Linked DNA regions of Mus musculus: all the other regions are linked to region 3. A link is a contact called in public ChIA-PET, Hi-C and HiChIP or PLAC-seq data. All regions are on one chromosome and are shown on one strand. The core of a region is the stretch at or near the end of the contact, and the rest is flanking DNA. Distances in the headings are between cores, read along the strand shown. Region 1 holds the start of Tnfsf8 (tumor necrosis factor (ligand) superfamily, member 8). Region 2 overlaps Tnfsf8 (tumor necrosis factor (ligand) superfamily, member 8). Region 3 has its middle 28 kb from the start of Gm42294. Region 4 has its middle 37 kb from the start of Tnfsf8. Region 5 has its middle 45 kb from the start of Tnfsf8.

Region 1 (3,730 bases), core at 449-2,948, 190 kb before region 3:
AGCAGCTCTGGGCAGATTGCCACCCACTCCCTGTCCGTACCTACCAAAGGACAAGGCTTTCTCCCCAAATCAAACAAGTGTACCCCCCCAAAACACTAACTTGCCTTGCCCTATCTAAACCAGCAGGACAAGTGGCTAAGGACAAATCTGTCTTCCAAACCCCAGGCTCAGTTTCCTTGACAACCAGATGGAGACACTGCCCTCGAAGAAGATACTCACCAGTTCATTCCTCACTACCTATCCCTCCTCTGTGGTTTTTCATTTTATAAACTCACCAAAAAGGGCCTCTAGACCATCTCCTAAGTCTAAGCTGCCTTGCAGAATGCTCAAAGAGAGATCTACACAGATCCAGAAAGCTAAATAATCTGAGCTGGGCTTTGGATCCGGCATTTCTTTGGGGCTTCTGACATGTCCTGTGACCTGCAGAGGTAGTGTATAGTCAAAAGAGAAGGTGCTGTCTACCTCAAGGGAAATAGCAAGTGAGGTTTCAGAAGGCCACATCTGGAGGCAGCTCTGAAGCTTTTAGAGAATATTCTGAAAGAAAGGTCATTCATAGCAACAGATACGATCCAGCTCTGTGTCCCAGAAATCTATTTATTATATGAAATTCCAGACATGGCCCAGAGGGCAACTTGGGCTGTTTAACAGGAATTGTTCAACAACAGCTGCCAAGTCCATTCCCATTCAGGAAGCCCTCTTACATCATCCTGTTTGATCTTCCCCATGACTGCAAAGCAGACTGGGGTGAAAGCAGGGGCTGCGTTGACTTATTCAAGGAGCAATGCTGAGAAGAGGAAAGGCTAAGATGCAACCTGAGGTTTTCAGCCTGTAAGGAAAGGGTCCGGCAGGCTTTTGGAGCCAGGCTGGTTTGCATATACCACCAAGTTTTACCATTAGATTAACACTGGTAGATTTGATTAAGAATGCTTTTATGCTGGGTCTCAGTTCTCTATGCTGTGAAGAAGAAATACTACTTGCCTCTGAGGCTGGTGACGAGTGTGAAGTCAGCCTCTAAGCCAAGTTCCCAAGACTGTACCTGAGCCAGAATGTTCAATTCTAGTAACCTCTGTCCACAAACTCATCACAAACACCTGGAACACTATTTGCACCCCCATACAACCCACAGACACTTCACACACTCGTTCCACAGCACTGAGCCTCCCCTTCCTGACCCCCTCACTAATTTCTTCCCCTAGTATGAACTTTAGGGCAAGCCAGTTTCATCGGCAAATTTAACAGCCCTGGAGAGCACCCTGCAAGAGATAGAGGAGCTTTGGTTCAACAGCAAATTATTTCCAAATTCCTCTTCTCTCACCATGTCTTTGAAACTATCCTCAAATATCCTACTGCCACAACCTTGTCTCCAGGTAGGTAAATGCCCAAACAGTGGGCTCTTCTTTCCCAGAAATGGGTATGTTTCCAGTTTAGAGCATGCTGTAATTGTTGGACAACCCCAACAGTCATTGTGCTGCTGACAAAGGACTGCCATCTCCAGGGACCCAGCAAAGAGACTAATCTGGAAGCTTCCTGGGCCACCAGCATGGATCATGCAGTGTGCAGGGTCCCCGCGGCAAGGCGTTCTGTGGCTGAGCCTAAAGGAAACAGAAGTGGTTGGTGTACACTCACGCGGAACTGTCTCCTTCCTACCACCCGCTGACATCAACCATCGTCTATCTCGCTACAATTTCTCTGCACTCAGATTAATCCCAGGCGATGAAAAATGAACCTCTCCCCCACCCTTGCAGCCACCCTTCGCCTCACGCCCCCAGAGAAGAGTTTCTCCATCCGGCAACTGGTGAAGGCTTTTTTCCAAGTCACATGATCCAGGATGCAGGGGAAAATCCTTCTTGGAACAGAGCTGGGTACAGAACCGAATCAGATGAGGAGAGATAAGGTGTGATGTGGGACAGACTATATAAAGCATGGAGCCAGGGCTGCAACAAGCAGGCAGCTGTGGGGCTCCTTCCCCTGACCCAGCCATGCAGGTGCAGCCCGGCTCGGTAGCCAGCCCCTGGAGAAGCACGAGGCCCTGGAGAAGCACAAGTCGCAGCTACTTCTACCTCAGCACCACCGCACTGGTGTGCCTTGTTGTGGCAGTGGCGATCATTCTGGTACTGGTAGTCCAGAAAAAGGTGAGTAAACATCTTTTTTCTGCTTTTCTTTCCTCATTTATAATGTGTGTCCTCTAGAGGAACAGCTCTGGGAAGCTAATGAATAGTTTAACTAGGAGCAAAAAAAAAAAAAAAAAAAAAAAAAAATTTAAAAAGTGAAAATAAGTAAAACTATGCATATATAGAGAGAGATTATATCAGAGAAAAGGGGAAAAACTAGAAATGAACTTTCTGCACTCAGTGGGAATTTTTTAAAAGAAATAGAACTGGACATGAGCTCAAAAATTTCCAGATGTACTGGAGCCAACAGAAGAGCTGCTGACCTTGAGAAGTTAAGATTGAAGCCCAGATGGGTCACAGCCTCACAGTATGGAGGGAGGAAGCATAGGGAGCCCTGATGGCGAGTGCGCATGTGGGTATCACCTCTGTAAGGCGCTCATCCTAATTCTAAGGTTATGTCCTCAATCCGTGCTCCCAGGACTTCTGAGGCCTCTCTTTTGCCGAGAGTCTGTTGTTGCTATTGTTTGTTTGTTTGTTGTGGTTGTTTTCTTGCTTGCTTGCTTGTTTTTAGTGAGGAGCTACTTTTTAAAGACTGTGATATTTGAGAGAGAGAGAGAGAGAGAGAGAGAGAGAGAGAGAGGGAGAGAGAGAGGGAGAGGGAGAGAGAGAGAGAGAGAGAGAGAGAGAGAGAGAGAGAGAGAGAGAGAGGCCAAGTCTTCCCAGAGCTCTGCTATTTCAATGTTAAAACCCACAAAAGAAATCGAAAGCTTCCTCACAAGCCACTGGCTTTGAAGAGTTCAGGGTGTTGAAAAGTAGCAGTGTTTTTGTCACCTGTACCCTCTGAGATGCACACATAATGTGCAGGGCCACACCATCTTGGGAAATTTCGTTTGTTTGAAATGGGGGTAGGGGGAGAAAGTCAAACCGTAGCTTAGAAAAGTATCCTTGAGAGAGAACTCTTACACACTGTCTGGAAAGGACTGCGTGGTCAGCTCACATGACTCACAGGCTTGGGGTGAGATCCAGGCATGGTGATTTGGATACTGTATGAATACCACTGGTGCAACACCCTGCCCAAGTGTGAACTCACCTAATTTATAATTCTTCCAAGTTGCCTTGGACCACAGACTCTGCAGCATACTAGTTGCTGAAAGCTAGGGCCTTACAAGTATCAGCAAGTATGGATATTGAAATAAAGCTTTAAAGCTCCTTCCTCCTTGGCAGTGTAAGAAGGGAGTTATTCACACTTGGCCTGCAGAGCTGATGGGACACATCAGTTCATGGATCGTTTGCATCAGGCCAAGAAGGACTCGCAGACAAACCTCTGGGCACTTTCTCTTCTCTCCACATTCTCTACTTTCTGTCACTCTGATTTTCCATACACCAGATGTATATTGTTTTGCAGTAATGGCCAGGCAAGAGAGATTAGAGTAGCCTGAAGACATTTGTCATTCAGAGGACACAGGCAGAACTGCTGGGTGTGGGGAAGAAGCCAAGGTGGGGAAGGCTGATGGTGGCACTGTGCAGAAGCAGCTCCCATCCACTGTTGAAATGATTCCTCCTGTGAAATCTGCACAGGCTTCTGCCCTGTTTCTGCAGAGGCACAAAATGAAGCACAG
Region 2 (3,605 bases), core at 235-2,734, 170 kb before region 3:
AAAAAGCAAGCACTCCTTCTCACTACACTGATGCCCTTAGCACTGGTCCAGCCAGAGCTACAGAAGGAAATAAGAGAGATGGTCTAGTTGACTCCACTCAGCAAATGCATCTTCTTGGCTGATCAGTAGGAGAGACTAAACAGTAGTCTCTGCCAGGATGTGTTTTAAAGGACAACTGGCTTGATAGAGGCAGGGCATTCCACTTGACAGGAACCAGAGGTATGCAGGTGGAAGCATATCCATGTAGTTGTGTACTGGAGCTGCACGTCTCCAAACTTGTGTAGAGTGGGGGGAAATCCGTTTGGGCATTAGAGTCACACTGACTGAGTTTTGATCTCCACCCTACTAGCAACTAGATGTGTGGCTGAGAACAAGCCAGTTAACCCTTTCTTATTCATCTATTTATTTATTTATATTCCAACTGCTGCACCCTCATCCCATTCCTCCCTCACAGAGTCCTTCTTCCCATTTCCCCTCCCCTTCTCCTCTAGGAGGATGCTCCCCCACTCCTCACCCATATATCCCCTCCCACCCTGGAATATCAAGTCCCTGCAGGATTAATTATGCACATCCTCTCCTGCTGAGGCAATACAAAGCAGTCCTCTGCTTCATACTTCATACGGCATCTGCATCTGTTTCAGTCAGCTGCCGGGTAGAGCATCTCAGAGGACAGTTATGCTAGACTCCTGTCTGCAAGCACAACATGGCATCCGTAATAGTGTCAGAGATTAGTGTTTACCCAAGGGATAGGTCTCAAGTTGGGCCGTTATTGTTTGGCCATTTCTTCAGTCTCTGCTCCATCTTTGCCCACCCTCCAGTTAAACTTTTAAAACCTATAGTTTCTAATGTAAATAACAGAGATAACTGTAAACTATCTCTCATGGGATGATTGTAAAAATTAAATCTCTTATGGGATGCTTGTAAAAAAATGTAAAAATGAAATCATGGCTGTAGCATGCTCAGTAAAACATTACAGAAATAGTCAACATTAGTTATGATGGTGGTAGTGGTGATGACATTTATTACTATTAAGACACAGAATAAAATGAGGGAGGGTATGGGCTGATACTGGAGAGATTGGGAGGAGTCAAAAGCCCATCAGAGCTGTAGGGAACATAAATTAGAAAGTGATTCACAGCAAAGAGAGTCCGATTTGCATCTCTCTGGTTTCTTTTGGTTGATGTTCTACAGTCCCAAAGATGAGATTGGACAACAGTCACACTTCCTTAGACTATTACACTTTGGGATCAAATTTCTGGTTATACACATCCACGAGTATGTGCAGGGCAGCAACAAGCCTCACAAGAACACTGCTTAGATGATAATTATGGGCTAAGATCTAGAGAGTGGAAGCTGGCCTTCAGCCTTTGATGGGCCAGAAGCCCCGTGTGAGTCCAGAACAGCTAGAGATGAATACTGCCCCTACTTCTGCTGGGGGTTCCTCTAGTAGTGAGCTTGCTCAGACAGCAGAGGGAACCCTTCACTCAGCTTCTAGCTGTTCTCGGGGCCCCAGGGTCTTTCTCGAATGAATCTGGACAATAAGATAAAGGAAGTAACTGGTAGTACCCATGTGTCTCTGTTTAGTTTCTGTTTCCAGGATCTGTCCGTTGGTGAGTCGGGTGTTGAAGTCTCCCACTATTATTGTGTGAGGTGCAATGTGTGCTTTGAGCTTTACTAAAGTTTCTTTAATGAATGTGGCTGCCCTTGCGTTTGGAGCATAGATATTTAGAATTGAGAGTTCATTTTGTAGATGAACTTTTGGTAGATTTTTACCTTTGATGAGTATGAAGTGCCCCTTCTTGTCTTTTTAGATAACTTTGAGTTGGAAGTCAATTTTATTTGATATTAGAATGGCTACTCCAGCTTGTTTCTTCAGACCATTTGCTTGAAAATTGCTTTCCAGCCTTTTACTCTGAGGTAGTGTCTGTCTTTATCCCCGAGGTGGGTTTCCTGTAAGCAGCAAAATGTTGGGTCCTGTTTGTGTAGCCAGTTTGTTAGTCTATATCTTTTTATTGGGTAATTGAGTCCTTTGATGTTAAGAGAAATCAAAGAAAAGTAATTGGTGTTTCCTGCATGGTACTGGTACAGCGACAGACAGGTAGGTAGATCAATGGAATAGAATTGAAGACCCAGAAATGAACCCACACACCTATGGTCACTTGATCTTTGACAAGGGAGCTAAAACCATCCAGTGGAAAAAAGACAGCATTTTCAACAATTGGTGCTGGCACAACTGGTTGTTATCATGTAGAAGGATGAGAATTAATCCATTCTTATCTCCTTGTACAAAGCTCAAGTCTAAGTGGATCAAAGAACTCCACATAAAACCACAGACACTGAAATTTATAGAGGAGAAAGTGGGGAAAACCCTTAAAGATATGGGCTCAGGGGAAAAAATTCCTAAACAGAACAGCAATGGTCTGTGCTGTAAGATCAAGAATCGACAAATGGGACCTCATAAAATTGCAAAGCTTCTGTAGGGCAAAAGATACTGTCAATAAGACAAAAAGGCCACCAACAGATTGGAAAAGAATTTTTACCAATCCTAAATCTGATAGGGGACTAATATCCAATATATACAAAGAGCTCAAGAAGCTGAACTCCAGAGATTCAAATAATCCCATTATAAAATGGGGCTCAGAGCTGAACAAAGAATTCTCAACTGAGGAATACCAAAGGGCTGTGAAGCACTTTAAAAATGTTCAGCATCCTTAATTATCAGGGAAATGCAAATCAAAACAACCCTGAGATTCTACCTCACACCAGTCAGAATGGCTAGGATCGAAATTTCAGGTGACAGCAGATGCTGGTGAGGATGTGGAGAAAGAGGAACACTCCTCCATTGTTGGTGGGATTGCAAGCTGGTACAACCACTCTGGAAATCAGTCTGGCAGTTCCTCAGAAAACTGGACATAGTACTACTGGTAGATCCAGCAATACCTCCCCTTGACATATACCCAGAAGATGTTCCAACCGGTAAGAAGGACACATGCTCCACTATGTTCATAGCAGCCTTATTTATAATAGCCAGAAGCTGGAAAGAACCCAGATGTCCCTCAACAGAGGAATGGATACAGAAAATGTGGTACATTTAGACAATGGAGTAGTACTTAGCTATTAAAAAATGAATTTATGAAATTCTTGGGCAAATGGATGTATCTGGAGGATATCATCCTGAGTGAGGTAACCCAATCACAAAAGAAGTAACTTGATATGCACTCACTGATTAGTGGATATTAGCCTAGAAACCTATCAAGGAGGAAGACCAACGCATGGATACTTCATTCCTCCCTAGAATAGGGAATAAAATATTCATGGAAGGAGTTGCAGAGACAAAGTTTGGAGCTAAGACGAAAGGAAGGACCATCCAGAGACTGCCTCACCCAGGGGCCCCATCCCATAATCAGCTACCAAACACAGACATTATTGCATACGCCAGCAAGATTTTGCTGAAGGGACCCTGATATAGCTGTCTCCTGTGAGACCTTGCCAGTGCCTGGCAAATATAGAAGTGGATGTTCACAGTCATCTATAGGATAGAACACAGGCCTCCAATATAGGAGCTAGAGAAAGTATCCAAGAGCTGAAGGGGTCTGCAACCCTAT
Region 3 (3,854 bases), core at 127-2,626:
GATACTGCTGACTTGAGCATCAACGTTGCTTGGAGAATAATATGCTTGAAAAAGCGGCCCAGTAGTGACAGGTGAGTACCATGTGATGTTATAACAGGAGTAAGCCTCAGGAGACTGTTCAGTAGTAATTTGATTGCAAGTGTGAAGACCTGAGTTCATTTTCCAAAATCCATATGAAAAAGCCAGGTGTGTTGGGGTGTGTTCATAATCCCAACAATGGAGAGGGAGAGACATGTGAATCCCAGGGAATCACCAGCCTGCAAGACTGGCCTATTTGAGAAATTCCAAGACAGTGAAAATATCACAACTCAAAGAAGAAGAAGAAGAAGAAGAAGAAGAAGAGGAAGAGGAAGAGGAAGAGGAAGAGGAAGAGGAAGAGGAAGAGGAAGAGGAAGAGGAAGAGGAAGAGGAAGAAGAAGAAGAAGAAGAAGAAGAAGAAGAAGAAGAAGAAGAAGAAGAAGAAGAAGAAGAAGAAGAAGAAGAAGAAGAAGAAGAAGAAAATGGACTCTAATTGAAGAAAAGCAACCCAAGATTGTCCTTTGCCCTCTGCACACACAGGTACTCATGAACAGGCACCCACACAGAAGTGTATGCATGCACACACATACACTTGATGTATAAGTCATAAAACCAGAGCCTCCATTTGGCCATCTGAGCAGATCACTCTGGGTCTTTCCAGTTCTTGACTATGCTGGTGCCAGGGTCTTGGACATCTATCCTTCAAGCATGGATGTGTCAAAAATAAATGACAGTAAATGTTTAAACCCTCATGCAAGAACATCACCTTCTCCTACTTGCTCTTTGCTTAATCACAATGCCTCTTCTCTCAGACCCTCTGCCTCCTTCCTCCCTGGCATCCTGAGTGGCATTGGAAGTAAAACCCAAAGCAGCACAGAAGTCCCAAGCACTGGCATCCTCTGAGGGTTTGTCTCGTATCTCCTCTCTTTCTCTTTCTGCTTTCTCCTCTCTTTCCTGCCCCCCACCCCTGATCCTTAAATCCTTACAATTCTCACCTCACGTCTGCTTACTGAGTTTCTCCTGACCTCTACCTGGCATCTCCAGCCCTTCCTTAATCTTCTCCAATCAGAAGCGGGTGTCTTCTTCTCTCCCAGACTAGAATATCTTATTCCTCACAACTTCCCCATTCACATCCTGGACACTCCACTGCCCAGTATTGGGATCATCTTGAAACACTTTTTCAGGTCCTCTCAGCTCTCCCCTGCCTTTCTTCTGGACCAGAGAAGACTTCATGCAAGTAACAGCTTGAAGCCACAGTCAGCAAACAGTTGAATAGTCAGAAAGCATGGCTCGGCTCCTCTAGCCACAAGATTTGAATACTTGGCAAGAGTAGCCAGTGTGACTCACGAAACCACAAAAGCCCCATCGCTTTACTTTTCTTGGAACTGGTGTGTGGGTGTGAACACTCAGCAAGACCTCTATAGCTCAGCAGTGCATCCTGAGGGGAGGGAACCAACTGACCTGCATGGTGCAGCTGTTGAAAAGCACTTTCCCATACCTGATACAGCATCCTGGGATGGGGATTGCCGCTGACCACCTTGCCACTGGCCTCTCAACTCAAAAGTGTGTCTTCCTGTAACACTAGCATGCTACCGATTACTTCTTTAAAGGCCTTGTCTCCCATCAGAGCCACATTTGGGAGGCTAGAGCTTCAATACAAGAATGAGGAGAGATTCAGTCCATAGAAAGAGGGTAGGGGTGGGATGGAGGAGTAGAGACGATGAAAAGAATATAGGAGAAATGAAAACTGGTGTTGCATGTAGTCTTGCAAAAAAAAAAAAAAAAAAAAAAAAAAAGACTAGCTGGAGTCTCCACCTGGAGGCAAGATTCCTGCTTTCCTGCTTTCTCCTTGCCTCCCCCTTCTCTGAAAGTAGATACAGATCTAGCCCCTCTAGGTCTCAGTCTCCCTGTCTGTAAGATCTATAGGATAATATCAGGCTCCCTAAGAGGTCAATATCCCTGAAACTCAAGACCAAGACAAGAATGTTTCAAAAGACCTTCATGGGTAGAAGAAAGCAGGACAAATAACAGTGGTGATAGAGGCTTTAACCCCTCTCTGAAGGACACCCTAGTGACTCACCAAGCTCATGAGTGAGGGAAGACATCTCCTGTAGACATCAGGAACATCATGTCCATTTGTCTCTACTTCATTCCCAAACAAGAACTTGGGAAGTGTTGAGCTAGAGACACAATCCTGAGGCTGGCTCGTTTCTTTGTATGTTTGATCAAAAGTAGGCTGTTTCCACAGTGTGGCCCACTGAAGCTCACCCACAACTCAACCACACCACAGCCACAGAAGAGCACCTACCATCAAGAGACCTAGGGTGGAAGGGCAGGAGATGCCAAGAGAAGGTGGCTTCATTGAATCTAAAGGAAGAGGGAGGCTCTGAGAAGCGTTAAGAGAAATTTCTGCCTGGCTGAACTAGGGGTGGTGGAGGACTTGGCCAAGGAACAAGTGGAGCAGCATTTCTAGCAAAATCCTAGAGGAGAGATAAATGCTAATACACTTGAACTGTTTCAGGGTTGGGGAGAAAAACATGGAAAACTGATGGTTATCAGAACCGGAACTCTGTGGTAAAGGGTGGGCTATTTCTGGAAGGTAGTAAGAAGCTACTGAAGACTCTCTTTGAACAGTGCACAAACTTGGTCCAGCTTGCTCTGTTTGCTCCTTTGTGTTTTGAGGGGCTGGAAACTGGACCCCAGGAATAAAAGATAGACCACGGTCTTGCTCATCAACTGCCTTTATGAGCTCTTCCTGCTCCATCTCTCATCTTAAATGTACTTTTGTTTGAGGTACTAGTTAGTGCTCAGTTCCACCAAGCCCCCAAGGCACACATAAAATTAGGTGGCAACCACAGTTTTGCAGAATCAAACAAGGAACAAAAATTATCTCATTCTAGGAACCTATTATAACCATGATACTTAACCATGATAGAGAAGGCAGCATGAAATAAAACAGCAAACAAAGCTAAAAGTGGACACAGGGTTTTTAAAAAATTAACTAAAATGCTGGCAATTTGAATGCAGCAATGTAGAAAATATCTGAGGATCAAGGAGTCTCTCAAGATTTCTTTTGGATAATCCCTTAATGGCACGCACCTGTCCTAACAAACTAGGTCAGCCAAAATTCAAATATTGAAGCCAGAACTCCTAGTATCTATAAACGAGACTATATTTGAGGATACAATCTTTAAAGAGGTAATTATGTTGAAATAAAGTTGTAGATCTGGGTCCTAATTCATTAGGACTGGTGTTTTATGAGACAGAGGCAACATCTGTAGAGACATCAAAAGACCACCGACCATCTCTGAACCCATCATACGGGCTTCAGGATAAACCATCCTTGCAACTCCTGGACCTCAGACTCGCAGTCTCCAAAGAAATGAGAAAATAAAGTTCTGCCATTTGAGCCTTTCAGTCTTCAGAATTTTGTTGTGGGAGCTTGAGCAAGCTAGGAGAATGTGGGATTAAAAAAACAAACAAACAAATAGGAGATGGCTTAGAAATGGCTCATTCGGTGAACTATTTGCCTCACACACAGGAGAGGGGAAGGGAAGGGAGGGGAGGGGAAAGGAGAGGAAGGAAAGGGTCATTTTATCCAAAAGGAGAAGCTAAAATCCAGCTGCTTTGAAGGCTTCTGCGGAGGGGGGTGACAGACATACAGAGAATATATAAATTCTAACTGTGCAATGAATTTTCACCAACTCACCCAGTCATCATCTAACTTTTTCACCGGGTCAGGTCAGTCTCAAAGGGTAACAACTCACCACTGTGTTCACGCTCATCTCTTCGAAGGTTAAGCCTCTGTTCATATACTGAGGAGCCAATTAGTAAGA
Region 4 (4,014 bases), core at 101-2,600, 230 kb before region 3:
AGTGGCATGTTAAGTCCCTTGTCTCTCAGCATTGACAAGTTTTTAATAACTCATCCATATTTGTGCTTCCTATCATCTCCTGCCCTTCTCCCTCTATCACCTCTCCAATATACTTTTGTTTTAAATGTGTATACTATAGAACTGAAATCATATGTGTAATGTTTTCATACTGACTCAGATATAAATAATGTTTCCTCATTCTTAATGTCAAAATCCTGTGAATGGAACATTTTTGTAATGTTTAAAAATAAAATCCAAAACATAAACACCTACAGTTTCCTCCCTTGAATTTTCAATGTACAGTAAATTGTTGCTGGTGTGTGTGTGAGTGTGTGTGTGTGTGTGTGTGTGTGTGTGTGTGTGTGTGTGTGTGTAACTATCAGTAGGAAAAAAGGAAAACTATCAAAACAGTTCAAAATTAAACATGACATCAGCAGCTACTAAGTGTAATCTTTCTCCCTCTCCTTCTACCTCTTCCTCTCCCCTTCCCATTCCTCTCTTTCTCGATCCCTGTCTTTGTCTCTCTTTTTGTCTTTCTGTCTGTGTGTGTGTGTGTGTGTGTGTGTGTGTTCATGTGCATGTATGAAGATAACCTTCTTATCCACATTTAAAATGAGACAATGAGGATTTGAAGAGACCAAGTTACAAGCCAGTAAGAAATAAAGAAGAGAGATTCAAACATAGGACTCATGCTTTTTTTTTCTGACAGATGAAATTAAAGAGACTCTATTGAGAAAGGAAAGAAAACAGTACCCAGAATCAACGAATACCCTCTTCTCAGCGAGAGCTCAAGACTCCTTGCCAGGGTGTTATAATCGTGGTATAGAACAGGCATGTCCACATTTCCTATGATTCAGTCCTGCCACGCTACTGTTCTTCACAAAATTAGACCACACTTAAGAAGAGGAAACCATAACAGGCTTGCAATTTCTTTTTCATATAAAACACATGTGCAAGCCCATAGGATGACATAGATTTTTATCATAATTTCAAGTAACAGAAATGTTGAGTGTGCAAACCATGAATTATGAATTCCAGAAACAAAACTTTCTTTGCTGGTTCTAGAGGCTTCTCACATACTGTTTCACAACCTACACACTCCACGCCTCCACTCCCAAGGTGTCTGCTTCCTCTTCCTCCCCTAGCCTAAGCCACGAACCCAACGTTATGCCAAACAGTATGGAGGGCATGCAGAAAAGAGCCTGAGCCCAGAGCGCAGAGCCCTTCCCTGTCCAGGGCACGTTAGAAAAATGCAGACTCTGCTTCTTTGTGGTTCTCTCAGGCTGAGCTGTTGAGCAAGAATGAGGAGAAAAGCAGGCAGGATGTGAGCCCCAGTTTTGTTCTGAGAATTTCTGCTGGGCCACAGATTTCTCTGGCTTGAACCATAGCGGTGGGCAGGGTAGAAAGTGTAACTGTCGAAAGTGTAGCCAGCGCTGTTGGAGAAACCATCCAAGTGAAAGCAGGAAGGGCGTCAGCCTCAGCCAGGAAGACGACCTGGCCCAGGCTAGATCCTGGTGAATGAGCACATCAATAGTCTTCACCCACATCTTATTGGCTCTCTGTGGTAATTATACCATCGTTCTAGGGTAGGCACTTGCCTTAGTGAGTTTCCCCCAAAGCAAACCTCAAACCTCTGAGTCTCAAGCTGACAAAATTTTACAGTCTGTACATACTTGTAGTGACTATGGGGGCTTATGCAGACCTGACTTCTGGGATTCTGGGTCTGCCAGTTGACAGCTACATGAACTTGAGAAAGTAACTACACCTCTTCCTGGCATTCTCTCCTTCAAAATCCTTCCCATAAACCCAGTTTCCACTACATGTTTGCTAATCATTTTTAATTGGATGTTGCCTTATTGCCCCAAATAGAAAAATAAAACCCTACTTATCCCCTGTGCTCCCCAAGTCTTTTGTGAGCGTCTCTGTTTGTGCCCGGTGAACCAGCAATGACTGAGAAGCTTCTCTAAGTCTCCATACCGGACCCTGCCTTAGGTGATCTTAATTGTTCCTCCGCCAACGCTCTGCGCTCCAGTTCATACCATCGTATCCCACCACATGAGACTCCTCGAAAACAGCCTCCATACCACAGACACACAAAAAAGTTCTTTCTGACTCATTTTGGCCAAGACAAACTACACTGTCACCTACACCAACGATGAGACAACACGCGTGAACTTTTAAGAGAGGCGAACTCACTGTGCTCAGCCTGGTACCCTTCATCATCTGAGTTCAGCTTTCTCTTCAGCCATCTTCTCCCAGACCATCTCCTGTCAAACCATTTCTTTAATAAACACACAGTTGTGGCTTAACTGTAGGGCATCTGCCTACACGAATGAAGCCCTAGGTTCAATCCCCACCCACTCTCCCATTCACACCACATGAAGTTATAGCATGCTTTCTTGAGTTGGTATGAAGGGTACCGTGGGTGAACAGGTGGACACAGGGTTATTATAGGGAAAAGCAGACAGATTTTAGGGAAGGCAACTCATGTACATGAACTTCTAGTTAAATGTGACAGCTTAAACATGAGCACTTCCCTTCTTGTTCACCTGAGACATTAAATCCTGTGGGAAAAAATGTCTTAAAGCGAAAGTGAATGGTCATGTTTAATTAGATTATAGAAGATGGGATAAATCGATGTATGGAAAATGGTTGACAATAAAGAAGAGTTAATTTAAAGACCCCAGAGGAATATACTGAACAAATTACTCAACGTATCCAAGGTTCCCAGAGATCTGATGCCACAGAAGGAAGGAACAAGACATGAACATAGGAAAGCTGAAGCCCATAGCTATCTTCTGCCTTCAGATGCAGAAAGTCCAGCACCCACCCAGAAGGAGGAGGCAGAGGAATTAGAAACTCTAGAAGACACAGGTGACATATGCAAATGAAAATGACCATGCTGCTAAGGTGTCCCCAGGGATCTCAGAGCCATGAAGTAAGGATGGAGAAAGAATAGTTAAGATAGTGCACAAATACAATTGAAATGGCAATCAGTAGAAATGCTTCAAGTTACAAAAAAGCTGGAGGAAGCCTTGAAAATTCAGAGGAAATATTTAATCTGGAACCCATCACTTATCTGAACTATCTACAAATATCAGGGTAACATTTAAACATTTTGAGATAGTTTATCTCCTAAACACACCCTCATTTTTAGGAAGTTACTTTAAAAAAATCCTCCAGCTAAACAGAGGAGCAAAGCTAGAAAGAGGAAGAGGTAGAGGCTGAGAAGCTGAGTCCCAAAGCCTGACAGCAGTGAAGCTCCCAGATGCCACCAGCAAGGCAGGATGCATACAGCCAGCAAGGCAGGATGCATACAGCCAGCAAGGCAGGATGCATACAGCCAGCAAGGCAGGACACATAGAGAATGACAAACACAGTCAGACCAGCTGAATGTAGGACTCCAGAAAAGGCCTGCAGAAAAGAAATAAAAATAAAACTATCAAGACTAATGTTATCATTTAGACCAGGGTGGTGAAACTGGAGTCTATGTATCTTTAAATAACAATTTATGGGGACACAGTCATGCTCTTTTCCTCCTAGTTTACAGTTCAATTACATATTATCTTTTTCTTCCCCAACAGTGAAATCAGCATAGCTGCCATAGACTGCCTGGACTGAAATAATCCTACAAATATTTGAGGTGGGATAGAAAGACAAAGTTGAGAGGGCATCTCCTGCCCTGGAGTCAAATTGAACTCTCTTGTCAACTACTAGTTAAGAAATCTAGCATAGTTTAAGGTATTTCCATAAAATCAGAGTGATCCACACTTAGGGCTTAGGCATATGTGGCCATCCGGAATAGTCGTAACTCTTTTTCACTTGTAAACCTACAACTATCTAGAAATTCCACGACCAAGATTATATATTTTGTTTGTAGTAAATCATACTTTGATTCCTCATGAAACACTTGTAAGACTGTATTTCACCTTGTCAACTGTAATCTATCCAGCGAAGAAGCACTTTATAATCACATTTAGCAACCATTTAAGATGTAATTTCAGAAGCTCCCTA
Region 5 (3,596 bases), core at 809-3,308, 150 kb before region 3:
ATTGATGGAAACTTTGGGAAGAATAAGGTGTGGTTTTGTTGGAGGGGTGTGTCATTGGGGATGTACTTAGAGGTTTTCAGTCTTTCCCCACATGTTCTCTGCCACCTCCTTGCAGATCAAAATGTGAGTTCTCAGTTTTTCATGCTGCTCTGCCTTTGCTGCAGCATCATGGAATCTAAGCCCTTGGAATCATAAAACAAATCACATGCTTTCTCCCATAAGCTCCTTGGTCATGGTGCTTTGTCACAGCAACAAAAGAGGAACTAATGTGGGGTGTCATTTTTTTCTCTAACATAGCCACTGGGGAGGGGACTAAGTAGAAAGAAGGAGGATACAGCAGGAAATCAAAGACTATGTTAGCAGGCAAGGCAAGTTAATATAATCACCAGGCATTATGTGTACATATGAGACTCTCAAAAATGAAGAAAACAAAACAAATTGACAAATTCAGTTAAAGATGTGGCTCTGACACAAAGTTTTCACCTAAATTTATGAAGCCCTGAATCTCATCCATAACACCACAAAAAAAGGTGGAAGAAAAGGAGTTGTTGTCACTGTGACATCTATTTAGAAATACGTAGAACTTAAAATAAGTAAAATGACTTTGATGCAAATGTGCAAACTGTGAGACTTATCATCAGAAATCAACTTACTACAAAGCAAAGAAAATTAAAGCAGTATGGTGTTAACACGGGAAGAGAAAATGGGTAAGTGGAATGAACTCAAATGCTTAGGATTATTTGAATAGCATCAAAAAGATATCAACATTCTCCTTAGTAAAAAATGTGAGAAAAATTGTGTATACACACACACACACATATATAAACTTATCATTGGTTCATGTGCTTTATTTCATACTTAAAAATTAGGATACAGAAAATGTGGTACATCTACACAATGGAGTACTACTCAGCTATTAAAAAGAATGAATTTATGAAATTCCTAGCCAAATGGATGGACCTGGAGGGCATCATCCTGAGTGAGGTAACACATTCACAAAGAAACTCACACAATATGTACTCACTGATAAGTGGATATTAGCCCCAAACCTAGGATACCCAAGATATAAGATATAATTTGCTAAACACATGAAACTCAAGGAGAATGAAGACTGAAGTGTGGACACTATGCCCCTCCTTAGATTTGGGAACAAAACACCCATGGAAGGAGTTACAGAGACAAAGTTTGGAGCTGAGATGAAAGGATGGACCATGTAGAGACTGCCATATCCAGGGATCCACCCCATAATCAGCATCCAAACGCTGACACCATTGCATACACTAGCAAGATTTTATTGAAAGGACCCAGATGTAGCTGTCTCTTGTGAGACTATGCCGGGGCCTAGCAAACACAGAAGTGGATGCTCACAGTCAGCTAATGGATGGATCATAGGGCTCCCAATGGAGGAGCTAGAGAAAGTAGCCAAGGAGCTAAAGGGATCTGCAACCCTATAGGTGGAACAACATTATGAACTAACCAGTACCCCGGAGCTCTTGACTCTAGCTGCATATATATCAAAAGATGGCCTCATCAGCCATCACTGGAAAGAGAGGCCCATTGGACTTGCAAACTTTATATGCCCCAGTACAGGGGAACACCAGGGCCAAAAAGGGGGAGTGGGTGGTCAGGGGAGTGGGGGTGGGTGGATATGGGGGACTTTTGGTATAGCATTGGAAATGTAAATGAGCTAAATACCTAATAAAAAATGGAAAAAAATTTAGAATCAGATTATATTCCCGGATGTAAATAGTAAGACAACAAAGTCTCACATCCACAATATGAAAATCCCCAAGTGGCCATTGAAAAGACAAATCATCTTCGAATGGACATTTTGGATCCATTCAAATGCCTATTGAGCTAATGATTTGAACAAGGCTTCAATAAAGAGATTGCTGTGTGTCTGGGGTGTTAATAATTCCCTGTTAGTATTACTAGGACATCAAGGAAATGGGCATGAAAACCACAATGTGATGTAACTATACTCCCACAAACTGACTGAAATCAAGCCACTGCCAACACTCAACACTTGGTGGTGAGGATGTGGAACAACTGAAAATCTTATTCACTGCTAGAGGAAATGAAAGTGATACAGTTATTCTGTTGCACTGTCCAGCAGGGTTCAACCAAAGCAATACCCGTGCTTGTCTTGTGATCCAACCACTCCACATCTAGGCTCATTTTACAAACAAATCAGGCCACATGGACACAAAAGAACAGATAGGGCCATGCTTGTAACAGTTTCATTCATAATAATCCTGCGATGGTTAATATTGATTGTCAACTTGAAAATGTCTATAATCACCTAAAGGGCAAGTCAGTTGTATAGCTAATTCCTCCAAATTAAAATATTTCTTCCTGGAGGGACAAGAGGACTTCACAAGACTCAGGAAGTAAAACTCACAAAGCTTGAGAAGCAAATGAAATTCACAAGATCCATAACCGCTTTCACAATTATATAAATAGCAACAATTGCTCCTGAGAGGAGTCACTGAGCTGCCTGAAATTTGTGAAAATAGCTCTAGGTATTCAGCTTCCATGAGTCAACCACACGTTACAAACAATGGGATTTTTTTTTTTTTTTTAGTGATTTAGTTGTCTTTGGATCACCCATACTCCAGAAATAACTCCGCAGCCCCCAGTCTGTTAGTAACCCCAGGAACTCACCAGTTTGCTAAGCCAGAACTGGACAGGATTACTTATCTAGTCCTCAGGGCCTTATCTGGAGTGAATGAACACTTTTTTCATTTATGCACAATTTTATTTATATACAACTGATCCCAAACAATTTACAAAACTAAAGCTGAGTTGAGGAGGAGGAGTTACATAGTTCCTATGATGGATTATGAGATAGGTAACTAACACTGACCCATGTGGGTTGACCCAAGATGGCTGCTTTTCCCATATGCTAAAGAATGGTGTGCTTGCTTGTTGTAGAAGTGCTGTTATGCTTGACAACAGATGCCATCAAGACAAAGCCACCTGAGAGTGGAGCATCCTTGGTGGAATCCTAAAGTACTCACCTTCTTCTACTTGTTATGGAGTGACATTCATTGATGTTCACTATACAAATATGGAGATTCCCCCAGCACTGCCAGTAGACTAGAGAAAACCTTACAGTCTCTGAAAGTAGCACAAACAGAAAAAGATTATAAGCAAGTTGTGGAGTCAATTGCAAGGCCATTATTCTAGGTAATAAGATATAGAACAGATGTCTGTTTCCTGTAGCTTGTCTTTTGTGACTTTGTGGATTATTCTTTATTCTACCTTTCTTCACTCCCTTTCTTCCACCCTTTCAACCCCTTAATAAGAGAAAAAAAGAGTAGAGGAGGGAGAAGAGATCCCTGACTAAAGTCAGGAATTGGAAATCTGGTGTGTGTGTGTGTGTGTGTGTGTGTGTGTGTGTGTGTGTGTGTGTGTGTGTGTGTTGAGGGAGTGGTTTATTGCTAGATTACTTCCTGCTGATTTGGGTCATTGAGTTACTTGGGTCAAGTTTGACCTTCACCATCAGAATATCTAATTTTATTTTCTTTCTTCTATGCTCATGGCTACTTAACAAACTGTGACCAACAACAAGTAACCAACAACTCACCAACAAT

The links. HiChIP or PLAC-seq counts read pairs in DNA pulled down with a chosen protein or histone mark. Hi-C and Micro-C count contacts between places; a contact is called where the count stands out from the background. ChIA-PET counts read pairs in DNA pulled down with a chosen protein or histone mark.
Region 1: a contact with region 3 is called in an RNA polymerase II ChIA-PET map of effector CD8 T cells, with 4 times the contacts expected there. The contact joins the promoter of Tnfsf8 here to the enhancer-like site in region 3. A contact is called at or near these places in 5 of 39 promoter capture datasets (cranial neural crest, embryonic stem cells, liver and 1 more), 3 of 484 Hi-C or Micro-C datasets (bone marrow-derived macrophages, embryonic fibroblasts and pre-pro-B cells), 7 of 115 datasets of contacts at active chromatin or transcription factors (CD8 T cells, T-cell acute lymphoblastic leukemia, Th17 cells and 3 more) and 4 of 9 other capture datasets (adipose tissue, liver, macrophages and 1 more).
Region 2: a contact with region 3 is called in a CTCF HiChIP or PLAC-seq map of CD8 T cells, with 8 read pairs. The contact joins two enhancer-like sites. A contact is called at or near these places in 2 of 15 datasets of contacts at CTCF or cohesin (CD8 T cells and the NIH/3T3 cell line), 5 of 484 Hi-C or Micro-C datasets (bone marrow-derived macrophages, embryonic fibroblasts, hematopoietic stem cells and 1 more), 7 of 115 datasets of contacts at active chromatin or transcription factors (CD8 T cells, Th17 cells, bone marrow-derived macrophages and 3 more) and 2 of 9 other capture datasets (adipose tissue and liver).
Region 4: a BATF HiChIP or PLAC-seq map of CD8 T cells shows a contact between it and region 3, with 20 read pairs. The contact joins two enhancer-like sites. A contact is called at or near these places in 1 of 15 datasets of contacts at CTCF or cohesin (the NIH/3T3 cell line), 3 of 484 Hi-C or Micro-C datasets (bone marrow-derived macrophages and nephron progenitors), 2 of 115 datasets of contacts at active chromatin or transcription factors (CD8 T cells and astrocytes) and 1 of 9 other capture datasets (adipose tissue).
Region 5: a contact with region 3 is called in a Hi-C map of bone marrow-derived macrophages, with 31 read pairs. The contact joins two enhancer-like sites. A contact is called at or near these places in 2 of 484 Hi-C or Micro-C datasets (bone marrow-derived macrophages and granulocyte-monocyte progenitors), 1 of 115 datasets of contacts at active chromatin or transcription factors (CD8 T cells) and 1 of 9 other capture datasets (liver).

The regions. Positions count from the first base shown.
Region 1 is chr4:63,859,252-63,862,981 of GRCm38.p6, reverse strand. Tnfsf8 (tumor necrosis factor (ligand) superfamily, member 8) reads left to right here and starts at 1,698. Exons shown (of 4, transcript NM_009403.3): 1 at 1,698-2,132. The coding sequence starts at 1,923.
Region 2 is chr4:63,838,535-63,842,139 of GRCm38.p6, reverse strand. The region is part of intron 2 of Tnfsf8 (tumor necrosis factor (ligand) superfamily, member 8); the gene reads left to right. Among named protein-coding and RNA genes, the nearest start is that of Tnfsf8, 21 kb to the left of the region's middle. Within about 2 kb of position 1,484, at least 17 of the 459 cell types and tissues checked have an H3K27ac peak or open chromatin away from gene starts, as enhancers often do. A contact at or near this core is called in CD8 T cells, bone marrow-derived macrophages and regulatory T cells, where this site is marked.
Region 3 is chr4:63,666,008-63,669,861 of GRCm38.p6, reverse strand. No RefSeq gene overlaps it. Among named protein-coding and RNA genes, the nearest start is that of Gm42294, 28 kb to the left of the region's middle. Within about 2 kb of position 1,376, at least 93 of the 459 cell types and tissues checked have an H3K27ac peak or open chromatin away from gene starts, as enhancers often do. A contact at or near this core is called in CD8 T cells, bone marrow-derived macrophages, effector CD8 T cells and 2 more, where this site is marked.
Region 4 is chr4:63,896,582-63,900,595 of GRCm38.p6, reverse strand. No RefSeq gene overlaps it. Among named protein-coding and RNA genes, the nearest start is that of Tnfsf8, 37 kb to the right of the region's middle. Within about 2 kb of position 1,350, at least 52 of the 459 cell types and tissues checked have an H3K27ac peak or open chromatin away from gene starts, as enhancers often do. A contact at or near this core is called in CD8 T cells and bone marrow-derived macrophages, where this site is marked.
Region 5 is chr4:63,814,358-63,817,953 of GRCm38.p6, reverse strand. No RefSeq gene overlaps it. Among named protein-coding and RNA genes, the nearest start is that of Tnfsf8, 45 kb to the left of the region's middle. Within about 2 kb of position 2,058, at least 21 of the 459 cell types and tissues checked have an H3K27ac peak or open chromatin away from gene starts, as enhancers often do. A contact at or near this core is called in bone marrow-derived macrophages and granulocyte-monocyte progenitors, where this site is marked.